3 separate regions of the Mus musculus genome follow, and regions 1 and 2 are each linked to region 3. A link is a contact called in public HiCAR-type and promoter capture Hi-C data. All regions are on one chromosome and are shown on one strand. The core of a region is the stretch at or near the end of the contact, and the rest is flanking DNA. Distances in the headings are between cores, read along the strand shown.

The links. Promoter capture Hi-C pulls out the DNA fragments that hold promoters and counts their contacts. HiCAR-type assays count read pairs that join an accessible place to other places.
Region 1: a HiCAR-type map of astrocytes shows a contact between it and region 3, with 4 times the contacts expected there. The contact joins the promoter of Tdo2 here to the promoter of Gria2 in region 3. A contact is called at or near these places in 2 of 39 promoter capture datasets (cranial neural crest and hippocampal neurons), 1 of 115 datasets of contacts at active chromatin or transcription factors (astrocytes) and 1 of 9 other capture datasets (liver).
Region 2: a contact with region 3 is called in a promoter capture Hi-C map of hippocampal neurons, with 5 times the contacts expected there. The contact joins the enhancer-like site here to the promoter of Gria2 in region 3. A contact is called at or near these places in 12 of 39 promoter capture datasets (the 3T3-L1 cell line, the SN4741 cell line, embryonic stem cells and 7 more) and 5 of 115 datasets of contacts at active chromatin or transcription factors (SST interneurons, astrocytes, embryonic forebrain and 2 more).

Annotation. Positions count from the first base shown.
Region 1 is chr3:81,974,245-81,977,074 of GRCm38.p6, forward strand. It overlaps Tdo2 (tryptophan 2,3-dioxygenase), which reads right to left and starts at 1,484. Exons shown (of 12, transcript NM_019911.2): 1 at 1,415-1,484; 2 at 1,080-1,185; 3 at 77-167. The coding sequence starts at 1,449.
Region 2 is chr3:81,833,708-81,836,747 of GRCm38.p6, forward strand. No RefSeq gene overlaps it. Among named protein-coding and RNA genes, the nearest start is that of A830029E22Rik, 33 kb to the left of the region's middle. Within about 2 kb of position 1,789, at least 56 of the 459 cell types and tissues checked have an H3K27ac peak or open chromatin away from gene starts, as enhancers often do. A contact at or near this core is called in embryonic stem cells, hippocampal neurons, neural tube and 1 more, where this site is marked.
Region 3 is chr3:80,801,184-80,804,085 of GRCm38.p6, forward strand. Gria2 (glutamate receptor, ionotropic, AMPA2 (alpha 2)) reads right to left here and starts at 1,510. Exons shown (of 16, transcript NM_013540.4): 1 at 1,114-1,510; 2 at 462-602. The coding sequence starts at 1,201.

The DNA of each region.
Region 1 (2,830 bases), core at 234-2,733, 1.2 Mb after region 3:
AGATAAAGACACATTTGCACTATTGGTGACGGATAATTGCAACACTCACTCCTCGTTGCTCACCCTCAAAGCTCACCTTGATGAGTTATGATGAATAGGTGCTCGTCATGGATTTTGTTCCCTTTTACTTCACTCTGAAGTTCTTGCGCATTCAAAATCTTTTCCAACTTTAAATAAGAAAATGAGAAGATGGATCTTAAGATTTCAGCTCTAGGGTTGTGCACACAGACATTAACAAGAAGCAGACTACAATTCTGGAAAAAGTACCCCTGAGTCAAGTCCTTTCAAACTGTGATCGGTCTTTAAAAAAAAAAAAAAAAAAAACAGTAAATGAGTTTCATCATCAACAACAAAAAGTAGGTTAAATTTGCGATTTTAAGAATAATTGTAGTTGCCGTTCTTCTCCAAAATCCTCAGTGAGACAGCACTGTCCTCTCAAATGCCAGTGTTCTCAGGACAGTATGGTGGGAAGCCAACCGTTTGCTTCAAGTCTGCAATACTTTTCTTTCCTCCTACTCAAAGGCTTCTGGCGGGTTTTACATTCATTATCACTTCATCCTTACAAAACTACCAAAGAAGCACGAGAACTTTAACCATTTCCCACCTTAAATTTTTAATCTGAAAGCGAACCATAATCACCTCCCAATTCCCAATGGAAAGCTGTCTTTTATTTCCTAATGGTTTTGAGAAGGTTCTGTGTACCTTTAACATTTCTACATTGTAATGTGGAATTTGCAGATTTCCGATGGGGATTTGGGGTTCTGACCCCCATCTTTTCACATGTGCTGAGCACAGCCCGTCTGCTATCTGCCCTGTGCTTTATCTTTCACAATCTCCTGTCCAGATACAGAACTTTCTGCTGTTGCAGAGCCTCTTCTAGGAAGGAACATTTCACCACTCAACGTGCCATAGCAGATTTGAATAGGCACAGATATCTACGAATAGAAAGGTCCGAAGGTTCAGAAAACTACTGGTGATTGAAAAAAAAAAAATACAGTCAAGTGAAAGACCATTTAGAGACAATTTAGTGGCTGATGACAGCAGCTAAAGCCAGCGAGGGGTTGGTTGCCAGCACCTACCTGCAAGTAATTGCCATAGATAAGTCCTCCTTTGCTGGCTCTGTTTACACCAGTTTGAGCTCTGTCTTCTTCATTGTCCTCCATAGATACGTTTTTCAAAGTGTATCTGCATTTTGAGTGAATGACACAAAAAATTAAAACAAACAAACAAAAAAACCAAAAGCAGAGTGCCCATAAAATAAGAAAGTACAACTCTGTTTCTAATTCTGTCTGGTTTATTAATAAATTAACAGACTAATAAGAAGCAAGGAATTAACTTTTAAGTCCAGGAATTTGACTGTTTATAGGCTAAGGCTGGAAAGTTCCCTTCCATATAAACAGAGATAAACACTCACCCTACACTGTTTCCTGCAAACGGGCACCCACTCATAGTACTGAAGTGTCTCAGGACCACACAGGTTTGCTAGGTCAGGAATGGTATCAACCTTCCCAGATACTTTAGTGCTTGCCTTTTATGTATCCTGATTGCCAGACACAGCCAATCAGCACCCAGCTTACACTCTTAGCCCGGATCTCATTTCGTACTGGTTCAGAACTGAGCCTCTGTAACTTGGGGGTGGATTTTTGTTGGGGCACAGCTTGTTTGCTAGCAGGGCGTGCCAAACCCTCTAACTTGCCAAGTTGAGCTTTTATATCCAACATAGAAGACATCAAATAAATCAATAGAGGCCAAGTCCATAGACATTTACACTTAACTACTTAATTCCAATAAAGTTTTCTATTAGCATAAGAATCCTTAAAGAGAATGGCATTATAGGCAAAAGTTTAACTTCTCCCAGTAGTGTAGTCTCCTGACTTCTGAGAAACAAGTATTGAAATGTCAGCCCTACTCAGTAGGGGGAAAAGAATAATCTCTGGGAAGTAGAGGGAGAGAGAGATCTAGAAGGGAGAGAGGAGGGGCAGGGAAAAGGAAGGGCAGTTCAGATATGGGAGGAGATGGGGGAGAAGTACAGAGGGTCAGGAGTTTGAAAGTAGCTGTGTAGCAGTGGGGGAAGGGGAATTGGGAGTAGCCACTAGGAAGTCCCAGATGTCAGGGACCCAAGAGGTTCCCAGGACCCAAAAGGGAGAACATTAACTCAAATACCCAACAAAGGGGAGATAGAACCTGTAGACCCCATATCCAATGGACAGGCATGGCCCCTAGCTAAGGGATAGGGCCACCCACCCACCTCAAAAATATTAATCCAGAATTCCTCCTCTCAAAACGAAATGCAGGGAGAAAAAGTGGAGCAGAAACTGAAAGAAAGGTCATCAAGAGACTGCCCCACCTAGGGATGCAACTCATCTGCTGACATCAAACCCAGACATTATTGCTGATGCCAAGAAGTGCTTGCTGACAGGAGCCTAGTATAGTTGTCCCCTGAGAGGCTCTGCCAGAGCCAGACCAATACAGATGCAGATGTACAGATTCAAACATTGGACTGAGTGTAGGGACCCCAATGGAGAAGTTAGGGCAAGGACTGTAGGAGCTGAAGGGGTTTGCAACTTCATAGGAAGAGCACCAATATCAACCAACCAGACCCCCTAAAGCTCCCAAGGACTAAACCACCAACTAAAGAGTACACATGGAGGTATCATGGCTCCAGCTAGATATGTAGCAGAGGATTGCCTTATCTGGCATTACTGGGAGGGGAGCCCATTGGTCTTGAGGAGGCTTGATGACCCAGGATAGGGGAACACTAGGGCATTGATGCAGGAGTGGGTGGGCAGGTGGGGGAGCACCCTCATAGAGGCAGGGGGAGGGAGGAGGG
Region 2 (3,040 bases), core at 539-3,038, 1.0 Mb after region 3:
GATAAATCATCTTCTAATCTCAGCCATGAGAATTATACCATATATTACCCCTGCAACAAGCTTTGTTCAAATTTCAGACCTGTCTCCTTTATTAGCTATGTGACTTTAGAATGGACAATTCAAAGATTCCATTTTCTCATGCTGATGGTACAAAGTGTGCATAGAATATTTACAAAGTTTTCTCTTTTTTTTCTCAGTGTGACCTCTGACTCTGAAAGAGCACCTATCCTTCCTTTCTTCTGATTGTCTCCTCCATCCTTAAAATTCTGAGAAGACTAGAAAATTAAACTGATTTTAGCAAAGTTAAGTTTGAATACTTCAATATATATTGGGTCTCTATGCTGAGTGTTTCTAAGAGTACAAGTTGTTTAGTACCTCAAGGAGATGGAGAAAGAAGAGCAGGGGAAGAGAATAAAGAGGACACACTAAAGAAACAAAGAACTAAGCAACAAATACCACCTCACTACAGGGATCCTAATCCCCAGTCTTACAGAATTTCTTCCCCCTCTTCAGCAATGATCCCTGAGCCTTCGGGAGAGGTTGAGTGATACTGATGTGTCATTTAGAGTTGGTTGCTTTACTGTAGGTTTAATAGTAGTGGGTTTCTCTTTATTAATCTCCATCTACTGGATCAAAAGGGAGCTTCTCTGATGAGGGTTTAGAGAGGCATTAATCACTGAAGAGTTAAGACTTTACAGGTTAGTTTATTACTGTATCTATTGACAACACCATTGCACACACGAATTCACAGTTCACAGACAACCTGCACAAGGTCAAGAGAGATAAAGTCCAAGCATGAATGGAGGATGAGCTACAAAACATTTACAGTTTTCAAGGCTAAAATCATGTTTAGACCTATTTCCAGTTAAAATGACAGCTCCTACACATGCATGCAAATAATATTATATGGACTGAGTTGGATATAAATACAATTCACTTATATGGATTTACGTTATATATATAAATATGGATGTAAATTTTACCTATAACATATATAAAAACATATTTATACATATAAGAACATATTTGTAACCTATATTACATATATAAATATATAATATAAAAATATATAAAAACAATTAAAGGAAAAGAAGCTATGGATTTGAGAGAGAAAAGAGGTTGATGGGAGTTGTTAGAGGATGAAAGAGGAAAGGAAAATAATATAATTATACTTTAATCCAAAAATTATTAATTTTAAAAGTGTCCTGTAGAACCAGCTGCTATTATGCATGGGAGAATATTTTATCATATGACGTTGGTGAAGGAGTATGGCAAGATATATATTTTTCAGCTCAGGTATGGGCAAGCAAAAAGCAAACAAGCAAGGTTGTATAAAATGACAATGTAAACAACTCAAAGCAACTTATAAGGCTTATGTTTTGGGAAACCAAACTGTAGGATAGGAAGTTCCTTAGGTGAATGATTCAAAACTATGGTTTCAAAGAACCTTGTAGGTTGCCATGAATCTTCATTAAAATATTTTAACTTAATGGAATATATTAAACTAATCATCCAGAAATACCATGCTCTGATTCAAAGCAAAACTTGTGCATTTTCAAGACTTATTTTTTGAACAATAAAAATAAAGGTAACTTTTACTACCTTTATTTTATGTTATAGGATATATGAACTAACTCCTCGTGCCAAGCCCTACAAATCAAATGTAAATGAGGGTAAAGTGCGGGAGACAAATAGTCTCCTCCCCCCCCCCCCCTCATGTCCAGACAGTCTTGGAGAGGAGCTGTGGGTCTGTGTACCAGAGGCTTTGCACGGAGAACTCTGGCCCTGCCTGGTGTGAGAATTCCAGCGAGGGGAAGCAGTGCAGGCAGGGAGGGGAAGTCCCTTCTGCCAGTTCTGCGGCTGCAGTTGACTCCACCTTGTCTCTGCCATGCCTTCTAGGTTTAAAGATTTCTCCTTGCTGCCCTGCAAGTAGGGCTGGGCCAACAACAGACTGACCAGGCAGTGAGGAGTGCAGCAGAGCTTTAGGCAGCACTTGGGGAGAGCAGACCTTTTCCAAAATGTTACAGCTCTCAGAACAGAAGGCTCAGACGATGGAGTAGTTCTCCTACACTTTTAATCCTTCCGGATAGGATTTTTACATACAGCTTTGGTGTGGGTAAGGGTCTGAAAACAAATGCTTCTCGTTGGTTTGGTATGAGAGCTTTGGGGAAACCTTATTTGCATGTGGGAGGGCTTGGTGCTGCTCTGCGGGGGTGGGGTGGGGAGCTGTAGGAGGCTGTAGCTATGTGAGACAGCACACAGGAGACAGGAACCCAGGAGGCGTGGCTGAACATTTGTCATCCCATGCAGGTGGAAGTCTCCACCCATCTGGTCACCAGGGTTCCAGACCTTTGCTCAACCGGGGACCAGGCTGTCAGTGCACAGCCGACTGCTGCACAAGGAGCTATATCACCTGTGTTGATAATCATGTTAACTCTGAAACCAGCCTTGTAAATGTACCCTCTGCACTCACTCTCTCCAAACAAACTCTTCTCAGTTCAAGGCAGGACAGGATATGATTCTTGCGTGTCTTAAAGATGTTCCCTTTCTCTGCCCCACACCCGGCTTGTATATGGACTTCACTGCTTATTACTGTCTTCTAATTATTTCACACAAATCCCTGCCAAAACCCAGAAACGGCAGACCAAAGCTCATAAAGAATAGCGGGGGACATTTGCAGACTATGAAGGCTCACGTGAACAATTTTACTTTGTGTGTGGATGTGTTTGTGTCGATGCATGTGTATGCGTAGAAAAGTGTCCATGTGCATATCAGTCAGAGGACAACATTGCCTTCGGTTCCCTAGGCACTGTCCACCTTTTACTTGAGATAGGTCTCTCGGTGGCCTAGAAATTTGCCGAATAAGTAACAATAAGTTTCCAGGGATCCAGTGCCTCTACTTCACAAACTGTCATCTCTCCGGTGACACGTGTTTGCTGCTTTGTCTGGGGTTTTAGACAGGGTGTGGCGATCTGGACTCTGGTCCTTATACTTGCAAAGCAGGTATTCTCTCTACTGAGATGCCTTCCCAGGAGGTCTC
Region 3 (2,902 bases), core at 260-2,759:
TCCCACAGCGCGCCCTGGGGAACAGCGTGTTCTCTTTTGGTAGAGTGCCAATAGGCGCGCAAGAGGGAGGGGGTTGGGAGATCCTCTTTAGAGGCGCCAGAATCAAGCAAGAACCCCCTGAATTCGAAAGAACAGTCCAAGTCCAACCCCTACCCCAGATTCTAGGGTGCACATACTGCGCATACTGTTCAGTGCCTTTTGTCCCCACTTCACTGCCCGCCGGTCAGTGGGGGTCCCAAAGATTACAGCCACCTTCTCGCTGTACCTTCACACGCACGCGCGTGTTCAGTCACTCCCACCCACACATGACAAGCCAGCAACACACACACACACACACACACACACACACACACACACACACACACACACACACAGGCACACCATCCTTCACTGGCATTCACAGGCTTGCTTTCCCTGTGTCCCTGTGCAGCACTGGAAAGATATGAATATTCATTACTTACAAGCATTGGTGACTGCGAAACTGTTGGCTACCTCCAAATTGTCGATATGGGGTGTCAGTCTGAACTCCGAAGTGGAAAACTGAACCATCCCTACCCGAAATGCACTGTATTCTTGATCAGCGCCCCTTGGAAATAGCCCCCCTGCAAAAATAAACAGCAAGCAAGAGAACGATGTCAGAGCCCTGGAGAGATAAGAGTGGGATGCTAGCACCCAACAGCCCCAGAGTCTCTTATTCACACTACCCGCTATAATAAACGTAATCAGTGAGTTGGGCAGCAAGGATCCAAAAGGTGCTCAACGGATCCAAGGCAAGGGGGAGAGTCTAAAGACCAAAAAGATTCTCCCTTTTAATCTTGAGCTTTGCGATCATTTCCCTGAAAATCTGAGCACACTAGGAGATGCCTTCAAGGCAGAAGTAACGCAGTACCCGGTCAGAAATGAACAGATCCTTTCCCCTCTATTGTGTCAAAAGGCATAGTCATTTCTTTTTGCTTCAGCCTAAGAAAATCATGTATATTCTAGGTAGTTTCAATCTGGAATGCAGTCAAGGTATGACATAAGTCTACATGACATGAATTAATTTGCACACTGTGAACAAAGATTACCACCAAATTATGCACAATTCAAAGGCATAACACAAAAGGTACCTACCTATCTGTATGCTGTTAGAAGAGACACCAAAAATCAGTCCCCATAAAACAGGAGAAAGGAGGACAGAAATATGCATAATCTTTTGCATTTCCAAGAAAAGTAGAGCATCCACAAAATATCCCCTCGTTTCCCTTTCCTCCTTTTCCTTCTTTGACCGTTTTCCTCAGCAAATTAGATCCTCTGCATTTTGAGGTCGAAATTTAGCAAGGAGCTGCTAAAACCACGAAGTGAAGGCAGAAGAATCCTTATCTCCCAGGTTTAGCTGGTGGCTGTTGATGCCTGCGTCCTGTCCCTGCTCCTGAAGTCCGAGGACTGGCTGAATGCAGTTTTTAGCTGAGCTGCTGCTGTGGTCCCGGTGTCTGGGAATATCAGCACCCTCCCGTGCACTCACACAATCACCCTCTCTCGAGCTCTCTTCTCCCTCTCTCCTCTCTCACACGCGCGCGCACACACATACACACACATACACACACACACACGCACACACACAGGAAAGTCACAGAGAGGGGCAGGCAGTCCCGGGCGCGCGTGCGCGACTCGAGGCAGGCGGCGAGCTCGCGCACCCACCCCTCCCCCGCACAGCGCCCCGCACCCCGCACAGCCCTGGCAGCTTCTGCGCGGTGCCGAGAAAGCGCGGCTCAGAGCCGGGCAGCCTGGTGCCTCTTAGAGACCTCCAGTCTTGCGCATTCGATTTTAGCACCGCGGACAGCGCTTTGGTCCCTGCTATGGGCTGAGGTTGCAGGGTTTACTGTAGCTGCAGAGATGTTCCAGCCAGATCCAAATGCTGCAAAACTGATTTCCGGTTGCTATGCCTAGGAAGCCGAACTGCTAATTGCTGTTGGCGGCGAAGCTTTCTTCCGTAGGGCCCTGTTTTACATTGAGCACAACGAATATGATTTGATTGTCTCAAAATCCACTTAGCAGTATCCACACACTGCCTTCTGCCTCAGCTGACCCAGATAAAAAGCAAACAAAATACTCCCTGAAGGGACAACTCCCAAAATCGTGAACTTTAGCTTCCTATAATGCAAGCATAATCTCAGGGAAACCCAAAATTCTATCCTTAACTATAAAAGGATGCCAAGACCCGGGTAACTCGATCAAACCTTTGAAAGACTTCGTGTAGGAATCCATCTTTAGAGTATGCCCCTTTGGATAGTGGTTCGATTGTTCAAGCCACATTGCCTGTGGATTGCTCTTGTACTACAGTGCAGACTCCCCCCTGCTGTAGAGTCATGTAGACTTGGCTCTTAGATGTCCGTTTTGTATAGAGATTGAAAGAACCGTAGGTTTCTGCGGGGGGGGGGGGGGGGGTAGTAGTCTAGAATGGATGTATCACTCTTAGTTACAAACCAGATACCCCATTACATTATGGCCTTAAGTTTCAAAAATAATCACTGCCTCAAGGAAGTAGGTTACCTCATTACACCGAGCCTGCTTGGGTATCTGGATTGTAACGAATACATTAAAAATTAAAGTTTGTGAGAAGGGGCTTGGTAAAGCATAGCGATGATTGTATATGCCTGTGAAATCTATGTTCAAAACTCCACTTCATGCCAAGCCATCTCTATATACCTGCGTGGCAAGTCTCTCTGCAGCCTCAGAAATTCTTTACCAAATTGTATGTGTTTTGTTTTAAACAGAGAAATGAAAGAGGTCTCATTTCAGAGATCTGTTGCCAGGAGCCAGGAGATTGAAGCTGACAGCATCAAAGGGAAAACTGGCTGATGGCCCAAAGTGCATGAAAGCACACCATAGTTAAACCTTATGGAGAAAATGTGACTTTAAT